Linked DNA regions of Sus scrofa: region 1 is linked to region 2. Evidence: chromatin contacts called from public targeted proximity ligation data. All regions are on one chromosome and are shown on one strand. The core of a region is the stretch at or near the end of the contact, and the rest is flanking DNA. Distances in the headings are between cores, read along the strand shown. Region 1 has its middle 190 kb from the start of EEA1. Region 2 has its middle 140 kb from the start of NUDT4.

Evidence for each region.
Region 1: a targeted proximity ligation map of skeletal muscle shows a contact between it and region 2. A contact is called at or near these places in 2 of 47 Hi-C or Micro-C datasets (embryonic fibroblasts and skeletal muscle) and 1 of 2 datasets of targeted methods (skeletal muscle).

What each region holds. Positions count from the first base shown.
Region 1 is chr5:89,936,953-89,942,278 of Sscrofa11.1, forward strand. No RefSeq gene overlaps it. Among named protein-coding and RNA genes, the nearest start is that of EEA1, 190 kb to the right of the region's middle.
Region 2 is chr5:89,867,562-89,873,355 of Sscrofa11.1, forward strand. No RefSeq gene overlaps it. Among named protein-coding and RNA genes, the nearest start is that of NUDT4, 140 kb to the left of the region's middle.

The sequences.
Region 1 (5,326 bases), core at 814-3,313, 70 kb after region 2:
CCTCCCAAAATATCACTTTATAAGACAGAAGGAAGATATATTTATCTTTCTTATAAAAAAAATCATAGTTTACTAAGTGCCTTCTTTGTGTCTATGTGTCGGCTAGTTGGAATGTTAAATTTATTGGTTAATTTATTTAATCATAACTGCCTTAGGAGATAGGTATCATTGTATATTTTATATAGTTGCTGAAAATTAAAACCCAGAAAGTTATTTCTACCCAACTGTAAGTAACAGAACCACATACCTCAAAAAAAAAAAAAAAGATTACTTAAAAATATTTATTAAATCCACTCTGTGCTAGGCATCGTGAGCTCTGTGTTGGAAATAACCAATGAATAAGACACTGTGGTCCCATCCCTCAAAAAAAGCTAACTGTTTAGTTGGATGACATGCAGCAAATAACTCTAAGTGTAACGAATCTTACAAAATGGGAAACACAGGAGGTGAGAGGGCAGTTAGTCTGGTTTGCATTATCTCTCCTGTGTACTAAACATTTAAACCAAGATATTTAAGTATATCTTAAGAAGTAGGAGTTAACTGGGGGAAGAATATTCCTGGTGGAGGGAATGGTACATGCTCATGCATGGAGACGTTTTGCTGCAATAATCTGGTATAACCAATCATCCACACTCTGGCTTAAAACTGTAAGCATTTATTTCTTTCACATGGGTCTGTGGAGCAGCTGCAGCCCAAAAGCAATCACACAAGCACATTTAAGACCTCACGTCATGTTCAGGAAGATTTCATTGGCTAAAGAAAACTGTATGGCCCTGTCCAAAATCCATACAATAGGGAAAATCTTTTACCCACAGTAGGCAGTACTTTGCAGTCACATAACAAAGGATGTGGATGAATAATTTCATATAGGAAAATTTTGTGAACAGTGATTTAAACAACCACCCCTAGATTTTTCAAGGAGCCTGGTGCCAGTGTGGCTCAAATATAGTGAGTGAGATGAGGAGAGATACTGCTGGCTGCTCTTATAACTTGTCCTGGGGAACTTCTTCTGGAGATGAATATGTATGTGTATATAAACTCACTCCAAAAATAAGCTCATCACTCCAAAAGATAATGACTTATCCAACATCTACCTACTTTATTTCTAAAGAGTTGGCCAACGTTGAAATACCATGGTTATTCCGCAGGAGAAATATACTGTTGATTGAATTAAATGTTCCTCTGTTATGCACCAGGGTTGGGTCTCTATGTGACAGAATCACTTTCAGAAGCTATGCCTCAGAGGCGATGAAAACGGTATTTGAGCCCCTGAGCAAACAGCATTAAATATGGTTGCTACTCATTCTCCTGGAATGGAGGTCAGCTATTTTATACACAGTGAATAAGACAAACTAGTCATAAAACGTGAGGAAATGTCTAATTTGACTACTTTATCCCATGAAACACAATCTTCTATTTGGTCACATCATTTTGATAATGTTACAAGAATAGTTGTTTATTTTTATCCATCGCTGTACAGAAACATTCATCTGCTTTACAAGTGCTAATGCCTGAATGAACAGGTGCGCGGACATGAGTTGGCCAAATATAAACCCATACAGTTCATGTGTTTAACAAGCATGGGCATTTTTTTTAAAAGAAGATTCATTCAGTAGAGCCAGCCACTGCATTATTTGCTGTAATGGTCTATTATGCCACAGAAAACTGTATTAGTTTAGGTTGAGGCAATTCCTTTTTTCCTTTTGCTGATAAGAAGAGATTAAGTAAAAATTACTGACTCCATAATAATCCTGTTCAAGAGCCAAATTTTCCCCTTCATTTGCAAAAGCTCAATTTTACAATCTTGAGGATTTAAAATAGAATCTACTAGTCTTTCTGACAATATTTATTCCCCATAAAAATAAGATTTTTGCTAGCTAGCTTACAGTAAATGTCATTATAAATCATGTGCTGTTTCAAAGGAAATCAGTGGTTCTAATAACTCTAATGAATTTGAAGCAGTTCCTTTCCCCCCATTTTGTTCACATTTATGTAGGCCTTCTTATTAGTTACATTACTGTGTTCTATTTTTTCCTTTTTTTTTTTTTCCCCAGGGTTGCACCTGTGGCATATGGAAGTTCCCAGGCTTGGGGATGAATCGGAGCTGCAGCTGCCAGCTGCCAGCCTCAGCCACAGCCACAGCGACGCCAGATCTGAGCTAAGTCTGTGACCTACGCTGTAGCTCATGGCAATGCCAGATTCTTTAACCCACTGAGTGAGGCCAGGGATAGAGCCTGCATCCTCATGGATAGTAGTCAGGTTCTTAACCTGCTGAACCACAATGGGAACTCCACATTATTGTATTTTATTACTCAGTTTGCAAAGCTGCATTTAAAAAAGGCTATAGTTTTCTGGTTTGCTCTTCTGATATACTTTGATTCTTCTTATTTGAGCATCTTTTTGTCTTTATGGGTGTTTTCTTGCTCTTCACCTGGCATTCCTTCAAAGGTCAGTGCAGTGCGTACACACTAGGTAACAGCAACATTTAGAGGCGACTGTCTCTCACACATTCCTTAAGTGGAAATGCAAGTGATAGGAAGGAAAATATCCTAGTTGTCAGAAACAAATGCTGTCCTAATTGCTTCCTGACAGTCTTTTAAAGGGGCTGTGGGAATTATTTGCTTGTGTGTCTGTTGAAATGTCATTCCTTGTATTTAAGGGGCATTGATTTCCGGGAGAGAATCACTGAGGCTTGATTACACATTGCTGGTAGACCAAACTCAGGCTTAATTCATGAGTTCTGTTCACAGGTCTGTCATTTCCCAACAGGCTGTTTTTGCACAATTAAGAAACTGATTTACCTAGTTTTTTCTCCTGAAAAATGGAAATACTACTATTTTTACAGCAGCTTTTAAATGTTAAATGAGTCCAAGCAAATAAAAGTTGTGCTTTGCAATATTAGAAACATCAATTTGATTAATATTTCTCCCCAGTTTCCCTCTGCTCCACAGTATTGACTTGTTCACCTAAACACTCAAACTGAGTGTTTTGCCATTGTATAGGCCCCAAATTTTAATAGAATTACAACCTAAATTAATATGGCTCCATGGTTCTTAAACCTTTAAGATATATTTAGAACCTTTAATATCAGTTGGTACAGCTTTCTTTAAAAATGATAGGATTATATCATATCATCTTTTGCAGGATGATATGAGGTAAATAAAAATTTACTTTGTATATTACTGAATTAAATCATGCAGTTTTACATATTTTGACTAGACCTAAGTTAGCCTGCTGTAATAAGAGAACTTAGAAGACCTGAATATGAATTTTGTTCCTTTCTAATTGCGTGCTCCCCAAACCCAGCTGTACTGAGTTTTGTCTGTGAAATTGGCCAGTAGTTATTCTCCCTATCTTCTTGGGGTGTTTGTAAAATTCAAACAGTGTAATATATATAGGCACTGTTTGAAAACTCTAAAGAACCAGACCATGTGATTTTTAAAAGAGAATTCAGACATGTATTGCTTTCATTGTTCCTGTTTAGTAACCATTGATTGTTAATTGTTGTACATATTGGAGTTCCTGGATCTAATCAACAAAATGAAATAAAGGAAAGGACTTCAGCAAGGATGGTGAATATCTGATCATTTTTTGAAGTTACTAGTTTTTATCAACTTTAGCAAAACCATCTAGAAAATACAATAGAAAATAAGATTCCATTTTCAAACTATAAAGTTTGTAGGAAATAACCTAACAAAGATTTTTCTGAGAAAATTTTAAAACTCAATTACATGTTTTTAAAGAAATGAAAAAATGGAAAGCTGTACCATATCTTTGACATGTAAATACGTCAGTTTCCCTTAAAATTACCTATAAACTCAATGTTAAAATTATGGCAAAGTGTTTTTGAGGACTTCAACCTGCTTATTCTAAATCTATACAAAGGGATAAAGGTTCATGATACATAAGTCAGTTTTGAAAAGGAAGAGCAAAGAGGAGGGATTCACTCTCCTAGATAAAACCAGTGTGGAACTGGTGCAGAAGCAGTCAAATACCCTTAAGAAAAAGAATAGAGCATCAGAGACAGACCCAAGTCTACACAGGAGCCTTTGGGAATAAACATAGCACAATAAATCAGTGGGGAAAGGATGAATTGTCTAAAACCCACTACTTGGTAGTGGGAAAGAGCTTATTATACGAAGATAGATTGGTTCACTTTATTATATGAAGACAGATTGGTTCACTATCTCAAGCATACATAAAGGAGAAATCCAGTGTGAAAGTAAAATTATAAAACTACTAGAAGAGAATAGTGGAGGTGTTAAAGTGGATCCTCAAAATCCAAGCTGTAAGTTGAAAATTTAGTCAAATCTTTGGAGAACAGACTTTTGGTTGACAAGGGGGAGGGGGAGGGAGTGGGATGGACTGGGAGTTTGGGATTAATAGATGCAAACTATTACACTTGGAATGGTTAAGTAATGAGATCCTGCTGTATAGCACAGGGAACTATATCTAGTCACTTGTAATGGAACATGATGGAGGATAATATGAGAAAAAGAACATATATATATATGTATGACTAGGTTGCTTTGCTGTACAGTAGAAATTGACAGAACACTGTAAATCATCTATAATGGAAAATATGAATTTTAAAAAAAAGAAAATTTAGTCAAATCTACTTTAAAAATTAAGAATTTTGGTTAGAGGAAAGACATAATATGCAAAATTAGCAAAAAGGGGACAGAATGAGAAAGGATTTATAATATCTAAAATTTATGAAATTAATATCTAGATGACAGTCAAGAAGCCTCAGTCCCCCCCCTTTTTTTTTTGTCTTTTGTCTTTTTAGGGCCACACCCTCAGCATATGGAGGTTCCCAGGCTAGGGGTCTAATTGGAGCTGTTGCCGCCAGCCTGCTCCAGAGCCACAGCAACGCCAGATCTGAGCCAAGTCTGCAACCTACACCCCAGTTCATGGCAATGCAGGATCCTTAACCCCTGAGGAAGGCCAGGGATAAAACCCGCAACCTCGTTTCCTAGTCAGATTTGTTTCTGCTGCGCCATGACGGGAACCCCAGTTTCCCCACTTTTAAAATGGAGATGACAATAATAGAAAGTGAAGTGCTCAGTACAGAGCCTGGCACACAGTTAATGCTCACCATTTGCTATTACTAGTTAGTCTGTTCTTATCCTTTCTGACAAAACACATTTTGTGGTGAGCCTGAATTTCCAATTTCTGCCTGGTTTTATGTTGCTAGTCTATGGAACTACAGAGGAATGTATGTATTACTATCTAGCCAGTCTCATTGTCTACAACCCTGTTTAATACATATCCCTGGATAAGCCAATGGTTAAGAGAAATATGAGAAGAATATTAGTTGCAGCTC
Region 2 (5,794 bases), core at 595-3,094:
CAGAGAAAAATGTGACTCAAGGAGGCATTTAGAATTTGAGGCTTATATACCTTCATAATAGGGGAAGAGAGGGGAGAAAAGGGAACTAATGAGAAAACCAAATGACTTTTGGAGAAGGTAAATGAGCCTTTAGGAGGCTAGGTAGGAGATACGATAGTAAAGTGACAATGTCTATTTAGGTAGTTTCTTATTCTGGTGCTATTTCCAGTGATAGGAGTCAGTCTTTCCTTGTTTCTGGAGGGCATTTATGACAGCTGAATTCTTTTGGGAGGTTCTGCTTTTAGTCAGATAGGAAGAATTCAGAAAAGAAAATTCTTCACAGTGGTATATTCAGAATTCCTTCACCATATTTGTATTACTCTAGTCAATTCCAGTTTCTGCAGCCTCTGCAAAGGAGAACTGACGCATAGCCCCAGCTAACAGGGCGGGGCTCCCCTTCTCTCCTGCTTCCTCTCTACCAGCCACCAGCTAATTGGAACAAGACCAGGTACCTGAACATGGACAATCACTGTTATGAGGGGCCTGAGGCACTATCTTTGCTCAGACAGGGAAAAGCTGAACCAATTGTGTTCTCATTTTTAGCCTTGAGACGAGAAATAAGTAGAATGTCAAACTGTTCACAGTGGATTCACAGCTTAAATATGCATGAAGGAGAGACAAGAAAGAGATTAGTTACCTTGGAAGGTCATAAGTAGGTCAGGGAAGCAGGATATAGGAGTAAGTTAAGCTATGAAGTTGGTACAAATACATAGAATAAAGAGTAATGTTTTAAAGTAAAGACTTTGGAGTCTGATGAGAATTTGAATTATCACTAAATGGTATGTGAGGGAGTTCCCATTGTGGCTCAGTAGGTTAAGAACCCAACATAGTGTCCATGAGGATGTAGGTTCCATCCCTGGCCTCCCTCAGTGGGTTAAGGATCCAGCATTGCTTGGATCTGGTGGTGTTGTAGCTATGGCGTATTCAACCCCTAGCCTCAGAACTTCCATATGCCACAGGTGTGGCTGTAAAAAGAAAAAAAAGAAAAAAAGAAAAACAATCAAAAAATAAATTTAAAAAATGGTATGTGACTTATACCAGTTGATGTTTTGAGCCATAGTTTCCTTATCAATAACACATGGACAATAACATATCTATTATTGAGTTGTAGGAAGAATTCATTGAGATATTATAGGCAGGGTTCTTAGCATTCAGTCTCTTGACACATAGAAGCACTAAATGAATGAAGTTACAATTATAACTATTTCTTCCCCAATATATCATACATTTACTATTCTTCCTGTATTTATTTTGAATCTCTGGCATTTAATATATCAGTTAATGAATATGTAATTAACATTTATATATTATGTTGCAGAAAGTTTTTATATTGAAGTCTGGACTTTTTATTCTCCAAGTTCTGAAATAACCAAATCAATTTTCTCCTCTACAACCTTATTCTATTTTAAGGACAAAAGGAGAGTCTACGAAGACTCCTCATTTAATCTGATATATATGCAACTTGAATTTTCTTTCCCGTAGTCTGTTTAAAGTTTTGGACTCACACAATAAAAAGGAGTATTAGCAGTGAAATGTCAGTTGACACCTGGGTAGACGGCATTCTCACAGGATTTGAGATTTCTTACCTTTTTCTCTCAGAAAGGAGGTGCCTAGAATAGTCTCTCTTGTGGGAATGGTCCAAAAAGTGGGGGATGGATTCAGTTTTCAGTCCTGTCAACTTTCTGCCGTTTCCCATCCCCTCCCTGCCAGATAATTTAGGACCGTGCGGTGTGTATAAATAGCTTTGGCTGAGAACATCCTCATATCTTTGCTCGTCTCATCATTGAGCAGGGCCCATAACTGATGTTGCAATTAAGAGTACTGATTTAGCTCTGAGAGACACATTGCAAATGGTCCGCTGAGGAGGATGGTATTTATATCAGTAATGACTGATGAAGACTTTGTCAACTGTACCTCTGGCAGATCATTTGATGGTGTGCCCCTGGCTTAATCTACTTCTCATTATAACTGATGATCCATGATGACGTATTTTCAGAACCGCTCATCTTACACACACTTCCATGAGGTGGAACTGACCTATGTAAGTAGAGACAATTAAGGAAATACTCAGTCCAAAATATAGGGAGCAGCAGAAGAGCTGTAGAGGTCAAGACATGTAGCGATTTACTGGGGTACATTTGGTATCATCTGTGCCAACAGAAATTCGCATTTCTGTACTTGAGGTTTAACTGTCTATTTTGACATAAGAGAAAGGAAATGAAAGTAGATTGACTATTTAGGTTTACCGTAGAAAGGTCAAGCACTTTGAATTTGTCTTTTTTCATTTCTTAGATGCTATGAGTGCTTCAAAACCACAACATATTCTCAGATCAAGTAAGTAATACAGAATCAGAAATTCTAGGATTATTCGATTAGAGTTAAAAGCCAGTGATTATATATTTATTTATCATCTATCTATCTGTCTATCCATCTATCTTTCCACCTATCTTTCCTTAGCGAGAGCTGTGTAATGGGAACACAGATAGGGAGTTGGGCTCATTCTCTTCCTAATTCTGTCCATAATGGCTAGGAGGTGGGATGTTATGGTCCATTACTAAAAAGCTTCACCTTTGCTCTCTTCTTTGATGTGGAGAATTGATATTTGCAATCCATTGTGAAGAACTTTGCAAACACAGCATCATGCCCTTCATGATTTTCCAGCAGTCCCAAGTAGATTACCACCTCTCAGACTTTGCTACCTAAAAATATTTCTATTGATCACACATGCTCTGGGAGTCTAGTAAAGTCACGGCTTAGTACATACCGAGTTCTCCTAAGGCACCAGGGATCTCCTCTTCTTCTCCTTTCTTGGTTCCCTTTTCTCAGGACCAATCTCATTCTCTCTGATTCTGACTCAGGTATTCAGCCAGACTGATGTGTCGCATTGGAGCTGGAGATGCAGGAAGTAAGGGAGATTCTTAACTCTTAAGAGAAAGGATAGAACAAAAATGGCAACTCCTGGTCTAGTCTCAAAGTGAAACAGCTACTAATCTAGCTCTTCCCTTACTGGTTTTAGCCCACTATTAGAAATTTTTTGTGTTATATTATGTCTTTCTTCTCTCTGACCATAGATCCTCCACCATATTGTTTTAACTTGTATGGAATAAGATGAAGAGAATGAAAAATTCTAGGTTACTATATAATCAAGGCCTTTCCTGTCTTCTATAAACATCTGTCTCCCTTGTGACGAATAAGTATGGGCTAAACACCATCTCTATTCTCTTCTCAGAAGTGTCTGATATCTTCCCTTTAGGAAGATTAAAAAAGTAAGCAGGAATATTAGGGCTTTTAGCCAGAATGTATAAGATCTTTCAAAACTCAGGGAGTTCCCGTCATGGCTCAGTGGTTAAGGAATCTGTCTAGGAATCTGTCTAGGAAGAATGAGGTTGTGGGTTTGATCCCTTGCCTCGCTCAGCGGGTTAAGGATCCGGTGTTGCCATGAGCTGTGTTGCAGGTTGCAGACTAGGCTTGGATCTGGCATTGCTGTGGCTCTGGCATAGGCTGGTGGCTACAACTCCCATTAGACCCTGAGCCTGGGAACCTCCATATGCAGCGGGTGCGGCCTTATAGAAAGGCAAAAAAAAAAAAAAAAAAAAAAAAAAAAAAGAACTAAGGGAAAAATCCGATTTACAAAATGAACAAATAACTTGAAAAGAAACTTAAAAATATATAAATTCTCAATAAGCATACAAGATGCTCAACATTGTTAGAGAAATGCAAATGAAAACCACTCTGAGAAGCTATACACATAAAAGAATGGCTAAACTGAAGTAAAGTAAAATAACATAACATAAAATAAAAATTGATAATATCAAGTGCTGATGAGGATGCAGGGTAAGTAGAACTCTTGCCCATGGTGTAGGAATGCAAAATGACAAAGCCATTTTAGAAAACAGTTTGGCAGTTTCTCATAAAATTAAAATATACTTACCATATGACTGAGTAATCCCACTTTTAAGTGTTTGCCTGAGGGAACTGAAAACTTATGTTCATGCAAAAACCTGTATGCAAATGTTTATGGCAGCTTTATTCATAAACACCCCAAACTAGAAACAACCCTAATGTCCTTCAACTGGTGAATGAATAAACAAACTATTGTCCATCCAAATAATGAGCAGTAAAAGGAACTAACTTGTGATACAATACATGTTGAATACGAATTGAATCTCAATATGCATTCTGCTAAATGAAACCATCCAGACTCAAAAATCTCAAAATCCTATCATCTGATTCCATTTATGTGACATTTGGGAAAAGGCAAAACTCTAGAGACCGAAGAGAATATTTGCCAGGGGCTAACGGGCCACAAAGAGCCACAAGGGAGCTTTTTGAGATAATTGAAATATATCTTCTTGTGGTTCTATCATTGTATGCATTTGTTGAGACTCATAGGATTATATATTAAAAGGGGCGACTTTACAACATGTAAATTACAGCTCAATAATTTTAAACAAGGAATGGCCAGCAATAAAATCGAATACAAAGATAAATGGGATGAACCATGGCAATTTGCTTCTTTGAGAAAACTAAGAAAATTAGACAAACCTCTGATGATATTAACCAGCATTGCCAAAAAGAGCCAAGAGAAGGGGTGGGACCTGTAGGGAGAGAAGAGGTGGTATCCAAGTCCGCCTCTCTCAGTTCCCTCTGAAATTCAGGACTGCAGAGGAGAGGGACAATGACTAAGCGCTAGGAAAGTAACACCTGTGAGGAAAGGTTAAAGGAACTGAGATTACGTTCCCTGGCAACGAGAGGCCAGAAGGATGATTTAACAGCAGTCTTTGAGTTTCCAAGCCTCCTTGACAGTTTGATTACGGTGCCATTTAGCAGAGCTGAACAGCTTTAATGATCTCTAGCACATTATAATGGGATTGTGCCCAAGGAATTAATGGCTTCAGTAAACAAGGAGGTCTTCTCTGAAAGAGAAAGTGCTTGCGTTGCCCTATAGAATGAGAATGTGCCTGAAGTGCCCTGAAGAGCCATATGGCTTGGAGCCTCTATGTCCTTAGCTATAAAACAGCCACAGTGTTACCTACTTAACAGTTTTGTAGAGAGAATTCAAATCAAATGGCTCTTGTTTTTTTGGCTGAGCTTGTGGCATGCAGAAGTTCCTTGGCTAAGGATCCAACCCAGGCCACAGCAGTGACAATGCCAGATACCTAATGCCCTGAGCCACCAGGGAGCTTCATATAGTAATTTTTTTTTGGCCACACATGTGGAATGCAAAAGTTCCAGGGCCGGGGATGGAACCAAAGCCACAGCAGAGATAACACCAGATCCTTAACCTGATGAGCCACCAGGGAACTCCTAGGTAGCTTATGAAATGTGCCTGGTCATCCTCCTCTTTCCTAAAGTCATTCTTCTTTTCCTTTCCTAATTGAAAGGTGCAAGCATTAACATTTTGGGTATAATAATAATAAACAATATTGTGCTTACCATATGCAACATAATCTGCTACACTTTTCATATTTATTAATTCATTTAATCATCCCAGCAATCCTATGGAAGGAGGTATTACTACTATCTCCATTTTACAGATATGGACACTGAGAAACAAGAGAGGAAGTTGCAGTTGTATTTCCATGGTGAAATAAAATGATGCTTTTTGTGGATTTGTCTCTCTCTTGTGCTCTCTTTTCCTCTTGGTACTATTCTTCCATTTATATTGCCTTTCGTAGTTGACAAAGTACTTTCAAAAGCCATATTTTAGTTGCAACAACAAGTAGTAGTGATTCATATGTGTTATTGAAGTTTA